Regions from separate parts of the Sus scrofa genome. Here all the other regions are linked to region 1. Evidence: chromatin contacts called from public Hi-C and HiChIP or PLAC-seq data. All regions are on one chromosome and are shown on one strand. Each heading gives the region's core, a stretch centred on a gene start, on an enhancer-like site or on the middle of the called end of the contact. The rest is flanking DNA. Distances are from core to core; before and after follow the strand shown.

Region 1 (4,882 bases), core at 754-3,253:
CTAGTTGGAATTCAACCCCAGGCAGTCTTGCTTCTGAGCCCATACTCTCAGCCACTCTGCTCTGAGTGTTCAGGGGTGCATGGCAGGTAAGGAGACTGGCCACATAAGTAGGAATTAGGTCCAAAAGGTCTTCTTTTCTTCATAAGGCCTTAGATGTTCGTGATCTAAGGGTCCTGGACTTTATGGAATCCGTAAAAGTAATAATGCCATTGTACATTATATGTGTATGTAGGTGTTTTTATGAGTGCAGGTGTGTGTGTGTGTGTCAGAGAGGGCCATCCAACTTTCTGTATAACGAGGCCATAAAGAGAAATGGTGCATCAACTTTCTTTGCCTTTGACTGGAACTCTATCTGGTCGCTGTGAGGCTTCTGGGTGTCATGTTCAGTGACATTCTCTTGGCTTCAGGGCCAAGTATCTGAATTCTCATTCCCTGTCTACATCCCACACCAGACTGGAGAGCCCCTGAGGACAGAGCTCCCATACTGTCCCCCAGTACGCAGCACAGTGCCTGGCACAAGCAGTTGCTTAGCAAATAAATTTGTTGAATGAACGACTATTTGTTGGATGAACTCTGGGTCTTTGGTTAATAATTTATGTAGAAAGCAAATAAATTAATTGCGAGTTAACCAATCTAGTTTGGTCAATAAAATCTTTCCCACTGTGCAATCAATGGGGTAGGAGGGAAGAACATAAGGGTCTTTTGAAGAGGAACAATGTTGGGATTATTGGTCTAGATCAGTGGTTTTAAAAAGAAAGCAAAGCTGTACTTTTAAAACACTTGCCACCAGGGGTTTTGATTCAGTGGATCTGAGATGGAGTGAGCTTCCCAGGTGATTCTGAGATGACCAAGTCAGTAGTACCTGGCTCTGGCAAGTACGGGTCCCTTTCTGTCCTAATTTTTCCTTTTTTGTCCCCATCTCACTCAGCTTGTGCTTGACACTTTGAGTAATGGGAGCTTACCACCTCACAAGGCAGGCTGCCCAACCCAACAGCCATACTGATAATAAGCACACCAGTACAGTGACCATATGTAGAGGTTTTTTTGTTTGTTTTTGTTTTTTTTTTTGTCTTTCTAGGGCTGCACCCATGGCATATGGAGGTTCCCAAGCTAGGGGTTGAATCTGAGCTACAGCTGCCAGCCTATGCCACTGTCACAGCAACGCCAGATCCGAGCTGCGCTGCTACCTACACCCCAGCTCACTGCAACCCAGAATCCTTAACCCACTAAGGCCAGGGATCAAACCTGTGTTCTCATGGATGCTAGTCAGATTCGTATCCACTGAGCCATGAGGGGAACTCCTTCTTTTGGATCAGAGGTACTAAGGTACAGATGCTACTGATTCTGGCGGCTAGGTATTATTTACCCCCATTTTATAGTGAAAGAAAGCCAAACTCCTGAGGTTTAGTGGTGCATTCAATGTCTCAGAGGGTGCAGGGCTGGGCCAGGATTCCAGCCACCCCTGGTGGCTGGTTAGCCCACGTGCTTCCCCCCGGGCCTGGAGCAGGTCCCGGGGTGGGGGCGGGGTGACTCCTGGGAGGAGGGGAGGGATCCCGGTCGCCACGTCGCCGGCCCTGCCTGGCTGCACACCGCGCTCCGCCCAGCCCTCGCGGGCCTCCCCATAGAAGGTAAACCCAGGCAGGATCCCATGAGAGCTGGCGGGGCCTGGCGCCCCGCTGGTTTCAGTTTCTGAAGAGCCCAGCCCTGAGCAAACACGGGCTGGGAGGAGGGTTCTGGAAGCCTTCCCAACAGATAGCAGATTAACTCGCTGCTGCCTGGGAGCCACCCACGTGGGGACGGGCTGGGTCACCAGCAAGCGGCCTCCCTGGCAGGCAGACAGTCCCTGCGGGGGGCCGGTCGCCCCTGGCTGCCCAGAGCCACCCGAAGCCGGAGAAGGCACACGCTGACCCGCCAAGACGACCTCGGTGCCAGTTCCAGTCCGGCTCTGGCCGGGACCTCCAGGCTGGGTGACAAGGCTGAGGGACGGCCCCAACCCCACCCTCCAAATAAGGACAGATCTTCCTGCTTCAGCCTGCCTCTCCAGGGCGTTCCTGTTCCAACGTGTACGCAGAACGCTTAGAATGTTTGTTTTCTTTCTGAGAAAGAGGCTGAGGGACATGGCCAAGGCCGGCGTGAACTCCAAACCCAGGGCATTCTCTGTCGGACATTTTTCGGGCCAGACAGACTCGGGTCTGAATACTAGTTCTGCCACTTCCTATCCAGGAGACCTTCGTGTAAATTTCTTCATCTCTCTGAGCCTTATTATTCTCATCTCTAAAATGGGGATAATGCTACCTATCTCTAAGATAGGTTCTGTGGAGTCGATTAGATAGATACAGATTATACATATTAAGTATTTAGTGCCCTCAATCAATGCCAATTAACATTATTATTAATTATATTGTTACTACAAATGACTAATAATGACACTTAGGATTATTATTACTAATGCAACTGGGAGCATGGGTGTAAAAAAAATGGGCTCAATTAAAATTTTTTACTGAGGGAAATAGTTTTATGAGAGGTAAATAAAGATTGGAATAACACTGGGTCGCGAGCACATGATCTCATTTAGTATTCAAACAGCTTCACAAGGCAGGTGTTATTATCCCCATTATACAGGTGAGGAAGCTGAGGCCCCTGGAAGTTAAGTAACTAGGCCATGTCACACACTGTTCATACCTGGTATCCTGGCCTCCGGAGCTCTGTGATGATATTCCCTAAGCCTTAGCTACCTCAAACTTCCCCACCTCAACAAAGGAAAACTCTGGAAATGATAAAAGTCACCTCCTTCAGGCTGCTTTCTTAATTCTCTCTCTCCTCCCCTAGTAGAACAAACGCTCCCTCTTTTGTTCTCCTGGTGCGGGTAGCATGTGACTACACACCCTTGTGGGCTGTCTCTCTTCTCCAGGGAGTGTGCTTCTCAGAGGCAGACACTGTACACTTTTTTGCATGTTGGGAAGGTCTGTACGCTGTTGTTGTTAAGTACAGACTTAGGAGCCCAACTGCCTGGGCTCAAACCCTGGCTCAAATCGTGGCTTTACTACTTGTTGGCTGTGGGCTTGAGTAAGAAACTTAAGTTCTCTCTGCCTCATGCCCCTTATCTGTAAAATGGAAATTAACACTAAAAACAGCCTCATGGGAGTTCCCTGGTGGCCTAGTGGTTAAGGATCTGGCCTTATCACTGGTTCAAGTCACTGCTGTGGCAAGGGTTTGACCCCTAGCCCAGAAAGTTTCCCATACTCTGGGCATGGCCCAAAAAAAAAAAAATGCGTCTTGTGTGGACTTGCTGTTGCATTGAATGGACATTTAGATCTAGATCAATATAGATCTAGATACCCTACTGTGAATCTCTTGAGTGATAGGTGTCCAATGAATGAAGACAAATTGCTAAAGTCCTGAATTTTCCTTGTTAACAGAAAGTGAAACGTAAAAAGACTGTCACTGAGCATGGGTCAGTGTCAAGGGACCCAAGATCTGGTTCTGAACCTGTCTCTTAATTTAATGTGTGGACTTGGACCTATCTCTTCCTCTCTCGGAAGTTATTTTTCTGCCAAAAGAGAAGTTTGGCTCCTATAGGTAGATGGACTTTGAAGGGTAATATTCAATGGTATTAATGACCGGTCCCTTGCCTGTAGGACTTTTACTTGAGTGTGTTCTAAGTTAGAGGTCATACCCAGAAATAAAGGACCAGCTCACCACTGGAAGCACAAACCTCAACCGCTGGTAGGTGATGGCGCTAACCTTGATTATAGCCAGCTTTTACTGAGCATGTACTAAGGCCAGGCATTCGGCAATGTCCCATTGTGGTCCTGTTTATTTTTCTCAAGAACCCCATAAAGAAGGATTACTGTGATCCCTATTTTACAGCTAAGAAAACAGAGGCTTAGAGGTTGGAAGTAGTTGGACAGGGAGTAGAGTCCTTGTTTGTCAGACTCCAGTTCCCTGCTGCCGACAAGAATCCTTCCTAGAGCCTGCTGTTCAATACCCTCTGAGACAAGGAAGCTATTAGCATTCAAGCCTGTCCATTATAAAGCATCTTGAATAGCTGGAAAGGGTAAAGCTGTCATTTTTACATTCGCTTCATGACTTTAGACTTAGACTCAAGGCAGACATAAGGAATTTCCATTGTGACTCAGCATGTTAAGGACCCTACGTAGTCTCTGAGGATGTGGGTTTGATCCCTGGCTTTGCTCAGTGGGTTAAGGATCCAGTGTGACTGCAAAGCCATGGTGTAGGTCATAGATGTGTAGGTCATAGATGTGACATAGGCCAGCAGCTGCAGCTATGATTTAACCCTAGCCTGGGAACTTCCATATGCCATGGGTGCGGCCATAAAAGGAAAAGAAAAGAAAAAACAAAGGCAGACATGGTTTGGGTAGAGGGTTAAGAGAAGGAAGGTTATAAATTCCCCCCAGGGAAGTCTTCCGTCGCTGTTTACAACAGAGAGGTCAGAAGACAGAAGCCTCTGCTCTCACCTTTCTGGGCTTGGCCTAGGCCCTGATCCACAGATGTGGCCTGGGATAGAGCTGGGGGGATGGGAGGGTGGATGCTGAAATATCCCAGTACAGCCTAGACTGAGATTGGGCTGAAAGCAAAACATCAGAAACTTGTATCTGTCATCACCAGTCCATCGAGATACCTTCCTTGGGGGTAATATCTCAGGGAGCAGGTTAACAAGAAGTTTGGAGCAAATCAGGACGGCAAAACTGAAGGGAGCCATTGGCTCCAGGGTGACTGACTCTGCCTGTCCCTGCCTTGCTGGGTTTGCCCTTTTACCAAAAATAAATATCCCTCTTGAGTAGCTATTGAAAGCCTTCATTCCCAACAGGATGAAATCCAGACTCCTCAGAGCAGCACCAAGGCCCTTCACTATGTAGTC
Region 2 (4,882 bases), core at 1,410-3,909, 440 kb after region 1:
ATTGCCGTGAGCTGTGGTGTAGGACGCAGATGTGGCTCGGATCCCGCATTGCTGTGGCTCTGGCTTGGGCTGGCAGCTACAGCTCAGATTAGACCCCTAGCCCGGGAACCTCCATATGCCGCGGGAGCAGCCCAAGAAATGGCAAAAAGACAAAAAAAAAAAAAAAAAAGAAAAAGAATTCCCACCTTTGTCCTTTGGGACAAAGGAGGTAAAAGTGTGTGACCTTGGATCGATATGATATGCACCCTTCATTAAGTGGTTCTGAATTTGCTAGTTTCCATAATTTTATAAAAAAAAGAAAATCCTGTTTTTTAGTGAGAACTTGCTGTGTATCAGGCACTGTTCTAGGTCATTAAATATATTGTTTATATGTATATATAAACAATTTAACAATGTTTTGTTAGTTTTAGGTATATAACACAGTGATTCAGTCATAATATTCTTTTCCCTTACGGGTTATTAGAAAATACTGAATATAGTTCCTTGTGCTATACAGTTATACAGTTGGTCCTTGTTGGTTATCTATTTTATATATTGGAGTGCATATAGGCTAATCCCAAACTCCTAATTTATCCCTTCCCCTTCCTTTTCCCCTTTGGTAACCGTAAGTTTGTTTTCTGTCTGTGGGTCTCTTTCTGTTTTGTAAATAAGTCCATTTGTAGAATATTTTAGATTCCACATGTAAGTAGTATCATGTGATAAATGTCTTTCTTTGTCTGGCTTATTCACTTAGTATAATAATTTCTAGGCCCATTTATGTTGCTACAAATGGCATTATTTCATTATATTTTAGGCTGTGTAATAATCCATCATGTGCATATGTATATATATAAATATTTGTCTTTTTAGGGCCACATTTGTGGCATACATATTTTATAAAATATATGTGCACACACACACACATATATACACATAGACACACACGCCACATCTTCTTTATCCATTCATCTGTCTTTTTCAGCTCTTTGGTATAGATCTAGATGTGAGTTCCATACCCTTGAAAGTCATACAGCCAGTAGGACTGTAATTTTTCAACTGAGTAGCTGTATAGCATTTCCTTTGCTTACCAGTTTTCTCTGAGACCTTGAATTTCTTTTAGAATCTAGTCTTGTTTGCTCTTTAATATGGTAAAAGTGGAGCAATCTCAGGCTGGGAGTCCTCATTTACAAATAGTATGACAGTATATTCTTTGCTGAAATAACATTTTTGACTGCACCCATGGCATGTTCCCAGGCCAGGGATTGAACCTGTGTCACAGCAGTAAACAGAGCCAAAGCAGTGACAACACCAGATCCTTAAACCTCAGAACTATCAGGGAACTCCTGCTGAAAATGTTTTGAAACTGTAAAAATGCTCAAGAATAGAGATCACGTTTTCCAGGTGCTATTACAGAATCCCGGAAGGTTCTTGCTGTGAGGGTGAAACTGCTAAGTGAAGTAGGGGTTAGGTTTTAAGGGGACCATATCCAAGTCATATATTGTTTAGAGTTCTTTTCTCTGACCCCGGAAGGCCTTCCTTGGGAGGGACAGGACATTTTGGTCTTGGTGGCCTCTTAAATCAGTTTGCTATCCTGGATGGCTGCCACTGTAGGTGAACTCTTGTGAACTTTTGGATATGCTGTACTTGTGTGATTCTAGGTAGCCTCTGAGTTTCAGTCTGATTAACGGTGTCAATATTCAGTCTTGGATACTGTAAGAACTCTGTGGCCTTGATGGTGAGGCCTTAGGACACATAGCATAAAATACACCTGGTGGCATGGTTTGAAACTTGGAAGAAATATCTGGTCCAGCCAGGTAACCCTGGGCCCTTGGTGCTCAGTTTGTCTGCAGAGTGTGGTGGCTGGATTAGGTGATCCATTTAGCCCCTCCCTGGACTGAACCTCTGAGTCCAAAAGTAATGGTGTCGACCAAAGTCTCCCTTTGACTTCTTTCTTAAAGCTCAGGTTATTGGAAGAAGTATTATAAAAGCCTGACATTAAATTCAACCCTTTGGGATATAATTTAGTGTCAGAATGCTGTATCCTTGTCTTCTTTTTTCACCTCTTCTAGTTAGTTTATTATTTTTTAAATACACCTTCTTTTTTTCTTGTTTTCTTCATTTTTCTTCCTTGCTCTAAATTATAGTCAAGGGCCTTTGAAGAGAATTCTTAAATGTTATTAAGAAATTGCAGTCAGGGAGCCCTTTGTTCCCAAGTCATTTAGAAGATTGCTTTTCCTTTTGTTAAATATGAAACATTGTCAACCTGCATTGTTAAAATGTGCCAAAAACTGCATTCACCACTAAAAAGTGTCAGCTCTCATTATTGCCCAGATATTATTCTTTTCAAAAGCTGAGCACTCTCCCCGGGCTTTCTAAACAATCTTCAGCTCATTCATCTTTCTGGTTTCGTTACGTTTTTGAACCTCTCTCAGTCCTACCTAGAGTGGCAGCCTGTCTTTTAAAAATTAATGGGTTCCAAATGCCAGTCAAACCTATTTCCGCCCTCAACCTCCTGCTCCCCTCTCCGGCCCTGCCTGTTAGGAGTCTTATACTCTGTATAAATATTGAGCTGCAGATAGTTTCTAAAGAGGTGTTTGGACTTTTAATTAACACTGACAGCCTGTCTGCCTGGGATTTTGCTCTGCTGTCTCCATGGAAAAGTCAGGCAGGTCATATGGAGAGGAGCGGGGCTCCGCAGTGGATATGTTCCTGGCGGCTGGCCCTAGAGACACTGAACTCCGAGCCAACCATGAAGTCATTTTGAATTTAAGGAGTCTTGCTAATCCAAGGCAATGTGTCTTAATTTGACAAAGTAAAGACTGCCCGATAAGCAACCCTAACTACAAGTTCTGTGAAACTGGGGGTGTTTGTAAGTTTAGATTGTGCTAGAGAAACGTGGTGATGTGGAAGAATGGGCTCGTTTTCTTCTGTTTACTCCCTTTCCCATCCCATCCCCCCCCTCCCCCCCCCCGACTTTGGCCCAGTTCAGCCCTGCAGTCTGGCCTCTGCAGTGGCTTGATATGAAATTTGAGAAACATATGTAGTTTTCTATTTCAGGAAAATGATCTCAGGGATTGAATGTGTTTTTTTGTCGGCTGTTAAGCTCTGATCTTGCCCAGTGTGGTTTTTTGATGATGGGAAAGAGGCTTCGAAGTGCTTTTTATCAGAATTCCTTGTAATAAACCTTAGGGCTTTTTTTTTTTTTTTTCGTTAGGCCCCCACCCCCTCCCTGGCCCTCAGCACAATGTCATCTATTCTGTCAGAAGTGGGAAGAAGTGCACGTTGTTCATGTTACAATCAGTTCATTGCTGCGGGCAGGCACATACACAAAAATGGCCGCTGTGTCCACCCTTCACAAAAGCTGTTTTAAATGTAGTTCAGTGGAGGGCCAGGGGTCTGCATACTGTTGCCCATAAAGGAAAAGGGAACCATGGAGGAGAAGTCGGCCTTTGTTTTGCCTTGGAAGGGCCAGTATTCTTCTTTGTTCTTGAGGTGAGAGCCAACAATGGGCCCAGTGCCCTGTAAAACCAAACTTCATTGATCCAGGCATGCAGAGGATGTGTGGACCAGCATGGCTGGGCCTGATGAGAGCAGAGCCGAGAGAGGGGTGAGGTGAAGTGCTGGCCGGGAGATGGGGAGGTGGGAGGCCGACTCGATTATTTTCATTTGGGTCTGACCTGCCCCGTGTCCGAGGAGGAGGCATGGCTCCAGCCCATCAAGGAGCATCTCTGTCATGGTAGAGAAGGGTTCCCTGCTTATTCACCAGATGCAGGCCTCTTGAGGACAGTTGCATGTCCACGTTCATCTTTGCTTCCAGGGGGTACTTGCTGAATGAATAAGAGAATGATGTGCTCCAGCGGAGATCTCTACAGAATACGCTGAAAGCATAGACAAAGGACCGACCTACCCATCCCAAGAGTTGGGCAAAAAGGGGGAGAAAGCACAGAAAGGTGTACCCAGAGGAAAGGGAGCTGGCATTCCTGGGCAGCATGCCCGTTATCCGATTTGATCCTTGTATCATTTTAACAGATGAGGAAACCAAGACAGGGGACACGTTCATCATCACACAGCCATGAAGGAGCAGAGGCTGGATCTGAAACTAGGTCTGCATGGCTCCTAAGCGATGTCATTTGGTGTGGCTCAATCTTCCAGCAAGGGAGGAAGGATGGAAATCCTGGTTCCTCTCACACTGCATTTGTCTCCACCACTTGTTTGGTTTGCAGTGAAAAGCCCCCCTCCCTCTGGCCCTGAGATCTGGGCTTTGTCGAAATGGTTTGGGAAAATTTAAGAGACTTTTGGGCAGTGGTGGAGATGGGCTTCCCCTGAAGGAAATGCATTGAAATTGAAGCTTTGGGGACCTCGGATTGCATGGGCCCCATGAGTGCAGGTAGCTGTTGGGAGTCGTAGAATGTTCTGGGTGGGGAGGGGTTGCAGTCAGGAAGGACTTCTGTGTAGGCATTTCTCATCTCAGGAAAAGGGAATCTAAATGCCCTAGGTTCCACTTATTTTAGTTTTTTTTTTTCCTCATTGTAAACCTTCATTATGGTACCTGATTTTATATTCATAATTTTGTATTCCTTTCTTTGAGTTCCCCATGTAAAAGCTTCAGGCCCTTTAAGATGGGGATTTGTCCCAGGAAGTGACATGAGAGCACCTTGCACGGAGGAGGGAACTCAAAGTAGCCGTTGAGTTTGGGCTCTGGGGTGGCACGCCAGCCCTGGGACTTAATCGTGTGACCAGGAGCAAGTCTCTTACATCTTTTGCACGTTGTTTCCCTCATTGTACTCTATGGGCTTGCTGTGGGGATTGAAAGAGTTCACATGGATAGAGCTTATAGGCCAGCGTGCTGAGGACTCGGGAGATGTCAGCTGCCCTCGCGGCTCTTGCTGTTATTTGTTACTGG
Region 3 (4,882 bases), core at 917-3,416, 330 kb after region 1:
TATCTGGGGGCTCCCGTTGATCGCTTCAGCTGAGCTCCCAGCCAGCAACCAGCATCAACTGAAGCCAGGTGAATAAGCCACCTTGGACACCCCCAGGCCAACTGAGACTACTGCCTACAGCCTCATAAAATATCTGACGATAACCATAGGAAGGACCCTAAACAAAAACTTCACAGAAAGCTTATCACAAAGTTCTGGCCCACCATATTGTGAGTTAATAAATGGTTGCTGTTTTATATCACTTGTGTTAGGGTAATCTGTTATGCAGGAATAATAACTAGAAAACTCTTTTTTGGCATTAAAAAATAAGGACTGTCAAGGTATAATTTTTTAAAAATATAAACAATCCTAAAGTAAATATAAGAGTAACCTAACTCATTAATGAGGGAACCAGCAAGATTATAAAAAAATCATTTTAAAAAGCACATATAACACCAAATATTTATATGCACCAAAGAAAAAAACATTGAAATAAGACTACTCAGTTAAACACAAAACTGGTTAATGTCCTACTGAGCAATAAAACCATAATCTTTGGGGTTCTTTTTCTTCCAAACAAAAATCACTTGCATCCGTGTGGGGAAAAAATTTATGAGTTATTATATTTCTTCACAATTTCTGAGCCTCAAACAACAGTAAATAATATGCCAAACATCAGAAATTAATAATCCTATAGTAGGCCCATTAGATAGTGCTCCAACATAACACTGAAAGAACACACAGCTAACACGTTATTTAAGTTTTTGATAATTTTCCTTACTAGGACCTACACTAGATCTCACCTTTTTCTAAAAGCTTTTTGGAGGCTGAAAAAAAAATATATAAGCACAAATGGAGGATGAGTGAAGCTTCTGTTTCAGTGACAGACAGTCGGAGAGAGACATTAAGGGAGGTGCTATTCTAGCACCTTCAAACCACATAATGTAATCACCAGCCTCCTTCTTGTATTGAGGCCATCATTTAGCAAAATTGATGGTTTGCAGATACTATATGGGTTAGAAACTGACTGAGTATTTTTCCTTGGGAAATAATGGCACTCAATAATGAGGATGATGTTGGGGGAATGGCCTGAAGATTGGGTTTTCAGACCCTCAAAGTTTTTATGAGCATGTGATATATTTAAGGAAGAAGTTATTTGTATGGAAAAAGCAGACAGGGCCTGGACTAGGAATCTTTTTTCAAGCCACCATTGCCTAGTTGAATCATAATACTTGTTTTCCTGATCTGCGAAATGGGGCTAATAGTACTTAACTTTCCTACTCAGGGAGAGCTTTGGAAATGTAGAGTTCTGCTTCCATGAGAAGGATTAGGAGTTCCCGTCGTGGTGCAGTGGTTAACGAATCCGACTGGGAACCATGAGGTTGCGGGTTCGATCCCTGCCCTTTGCTCAGCGGGTTAACAATCCGGCGTTGCCGTGAGCTGTGGTATAGGTCGCAGACGCGGCTCGGATCTTGCGTTGCTTTGGCTCTGGCATAGGCTGGCAGCTACAGCTCCGATTTGACCCCTAGCCTGGGAACCTCCATATGCCACGGGAGCGGCCCAAGGAATGGCAAAAAGACAAAAAAAAAAAAAAAAAAAAAAAAAAAAAAAAAACCAAGAGAAGGATTACTAGTGGGTTCACACTGTGGCGCAGTAAGAATCCCTCTACAGCAGCTCATGTCGCTGTGGAGGTACAGGCTCCATCCCTGGCCAGGCTCAGTGGGTTAAAGGATCCAGTGTAGCTACAGCTACAGCGTAGGTCTCAGCTGTGGCTGGGATGCAATCCCTGGCCTGGGAACTTCCATATGCCACTGGTGTGGCCATAAAACAAACAAACAAAAATACTGATGCTGCTGTTGCTACTACTACTACTACCACTACCATCACCACCCATCTGAGGACACAAATGAGGGAGAGGAAGAAATCCATTCTAGTGAGTTGTTGGGCCAATGCAGCCCCACCCAGGTGGCTGGACTAGAAGTTTATAGTGCTGCTGACTATTACCCATGGAATTGCCTGAGTGAACAGGATGTTTTGACATATATTGACAGGAAATCCCCTCTTCACCCCAGCAGTGACTCAGAGGGACTCAGAAAAACCAAAAGTTATCTGGGGAGGGGGTGGGGAAGTCTCCTGAGCCTTTAAGGAGATCTAGAGAAGAACCAGTCCTCAGAAGAGAGAGGAAGTGCTACTGCAGGCTTTTGAATCACAGGGGATTGGATTAAATCCTGACTCTGCCACTGTGTGGCCATGTGACAGCAGGAAAGCTTCCTATCCTCTCTGAGTTTCAGTGTCCTCACTCATAGAATGAAGATAATAATACCCATCTCAAAGAGTTGGTGGGAGATTTGAAACTGGAGATGGAAAAAAAAAAAATCAGAGAGTTCTTTAGAGTAGGTGGTCAAGGAAAACCCCAAATCATTGTCAACAGAGCAGCTAAAGGCATGGTGATGGTGTCAACAACAGAATAGTAATTCCTTTTACTCAGCAGTGAAAGGAATAAACTATAGTGATCTGACCAGGCGGACTGAATCTCTGTAATACAATAAACGCAAACATGTGTGTGCATATGTGTGTGCATACTGTCTATTAAAAGAAAGGAATAACCATTGCAACAGTTAAGAGTTTGAAAAGCAGTTAACTTGCTTGGGTTAATGCCAAGGTTCCAGTGCTAATGCTTGGTGGCAGGTTCAACAGTATTTTATGTGACTATTAATAATGATGATGGGTGTTTACTCATAGCTAACATGAGGAGAGTGTATCATGAACCAAGGATTACAACTGATGCAGTTTGGTGCAACAGTAACACTCAATGGGCACTCAACACACCTTCCTGTCTCCTCGTCTCCTTTCTAACCATCTTCTTCCTCTGGAATTTTTTTTTAATAAGAGCAAAACATTTCTTCTCTGATATATTTGTTTTCAATCACACTGTATGTACAGTCCTTTGTCCCAGACGTCTTTAATTAAAACTAACCATTATTGGTATTGCTATGCTTAATTGTTTCCATCTTCGGTAACCATTTTACTATACAGTTGCCTGCTTCTCTTTTCTATGATGTCTTTTCTAAATTCTATTTCACACTCACATTTGTAATATAATCAGGGGGAAATATAACAAGATATTCCTATAATTGAAAGGAAAATGCTACCTGTGGACAAGATAAAGCCAAGACTTCAAAGCCGACATATAAGGCCTCCTGTAGGTCTCAGAACAAACTCAAATTCACCCCTCAGCATACCTTCCTTCCAATCAAACCGAGAGTCTCACCATTGCCCCAACACACAGCCACCATTTACACCCCCATGCCATAACCTTCTTGAATGCCTTCACGACTATTTTTTTTTCTCTCAAAAAATTCTTGCTCTTCTTTCAGAACCATTCTTAAATGCCACTTCCCCTACAAAGCCTGCCTGAGCACCCCCAAGAAGGCTGTTGCTACCTCTTCTACGAGCCTACATTACTTGAAAAATTCCAGTACATTAGCCCTTAATGCACAGCTATTTTAATTATATCTTCACAGGTGGTTGCCCTGCCACTTGTGAGGAGGAACTCAACCTAGTTCACCCCAGATGTGTCTGGCACATTGCATACAAGAAAAGAAAAATGTGTAAGAGTGGGGAGTTCCCTTCGCCGCTCAGTGGTTAACGAATCCGACTAGGAACCATGAGGTTGCGGGCTCCATCCCTGGCCTTGCTCAGTGGGTTAAGGATCTGGCATGGCTGTTTGCTGTGGTGTAGGTCGCAGACTCAGCTTGGATCTGGTGTTGCTGTGTCTGTGGCGTAGGCCGGTGGCTGCAGCTCCGATTAGACCCCTAGCCTGGGAACCTCCATATGCCGCAGGTGCAGCCCTGGAAAAGACAAAAAAAAAAAAAAAAAAAAAAAAAAAAAAGTCTAAGAGTGACCTAGTCAGAGATGGTTGTATCAAATATTTCATGGCTCCTCGACTCACAGGTAATTCTTCAGTTGTGGTGTGGTGTTGACTGAGACTGCTATGGAGATCAAGTGTCCAGCCAGGGAGGTCTCTTGGAGAAGGAGTTTATCAGGAACCTTGAAGGATCAGGAATATTGGAAAGGGGGTATCTCCTCTGTGGACTCCATCCATCCGGAGTTGCCGTCTCTCTTGATTTGCACCAAGATCCACCCCCATCCTGGTAACAGCGCTCCCGTGAGTTCTAATAAGGGAGATTTCTAATAAGGAAGATTACTCTCTTGTGAGAGAGTTTCACAGGAAACAAACAAACACTTGTGGACACAGCTTTGGGTGGCCTGGAAACCATTTCCAGAGGGAAAAGTTGTAAGCTATTTTCATGTTACTCCTATTTGGTGAAATATGTTCCGTCTTCTGAAAGTGTGCATGGATGGACGGGAAGTTGGTGTAACTGAACTCAAATTACAAATGAAGTCAGATAGTAAATGTTATTGCTGTCCCTGGCAAGTGACAGGTTCTACTACTCTGGGATCTGTGTCTACAGGCTATCAGCTACTTCAGCCTATCAAGAAAAAATAGGACAATAGTGTCTAAGGAACAGGATTTGGAACTACACCTGGGCTCAAGCTCATGTTTCATACATTTAGCCAAATATCCTTGGACAAGTTACTCAACTTTTGTGATCATTTAGTTTGTCCCAGATGACATGGGCAGAAAATAACATTTACTTCATAGGATTTTCATAAGATTAAATGAGATGTGAAAGCAATTAGCATATCAGAATTGTCCAATACATGGTAGCGACTACTATTATTTAAACTCTGAGTTTGTTTGCTTCAAGAAAGAAAAAAGTGAGGGGCGGTCAATTTTACCTAGGTTAAATGAGGAAGCATTCAGTAAAATTTTTTTAGAATCATGTTTAGCAGGAGGGTCAGCATTCACTGAAAATCTGAATCAAGAAGAACGCTTAAA

Evidence for each region. Hi-C and Micro-C count contacts between places; a contact is called where the count stands out from the background. HiChIP or PLAC-seq counts read pairs in DNA pulled down with a chosen protein or histone mark.
Region 2: a contact with region 1 is called in a Hi-C map of skeletal muscle, with 5 times the contacts expected there. The contact joins two enhancer-like sites. A contact is called at or near these places in 4 of 47 Hi-C or Micro-C datasets (heart right ventricle, psoas muscle and skeletal muscle) and 1 of 2 datasets of contacts at active chromatin or transcription factors (skeletal muscle).
Region 3: an H3K27ac HiChIP or PLAC-seq map of alveolar macrophages shows a contact between it and region 1. The contact joins two enhancer-like sites. A contact is called at or near these places in 2 of 2 datasets of contacts at active chromatin or transcription factors (alveolar macrophages and skeletal muscle).

What each region holds. Positions count from the first base shown.
Region 1 is chr6:153,559,547-153,564,428 of Sscrofa11.1, reverse strand. No RefSeq gene overlaps it. Among named protein-coding and RNA genes, the nearest start is that of JUN, 120 kb to the left of the region's middle. Within about 2 kb of position 2,003, at least 76 of the 83 cell types and tissues checked have an H3K27ac peak or open chromatin away from gene starts, as enhancers often do. A contact at or near this core is called in alveolar macrophages and skeletal muscle, where this site is marked.
Region 2 is chr6:153,124,003-153,128,884 of Sscrofa11.1, reverse strand. All of the region lies in intron 5 of FGGY (FGGY carbohydrate kinase domain-containing protein), which reads left to right. Among named protein-coding and RNA genes, the nearest start is that of FGGY, 87 kb to the left of the region's middle. Within about 2 kb of position 2,659, at least 40 of the 83 cell types and tissues checked have an H3K27ac peak or open chromatin away from gene starts, as enhancers often do. A contact at or near this core is called in skeletal muscle, where this site is marked.
Region 3 is chr6:153,229,200-153,234,081 of Sscrofa11.1, reverse strand. The region is part of intron 2 of LOC102165506 (a long non-coding RNA gene); the gene reads right to left. Among named protein-coding and RNA genes, the nearest start is that of FGGY, 18 kb to the right of the region's middle. Within about 2 kb of position 2,166, at least 18 of the 83 cell types and tissues checked have an H3K27ac peak or open chromatin away from gene starts, as enhancers often do. A contact at or near this core is called in alveolar macrophages, where this site is marked.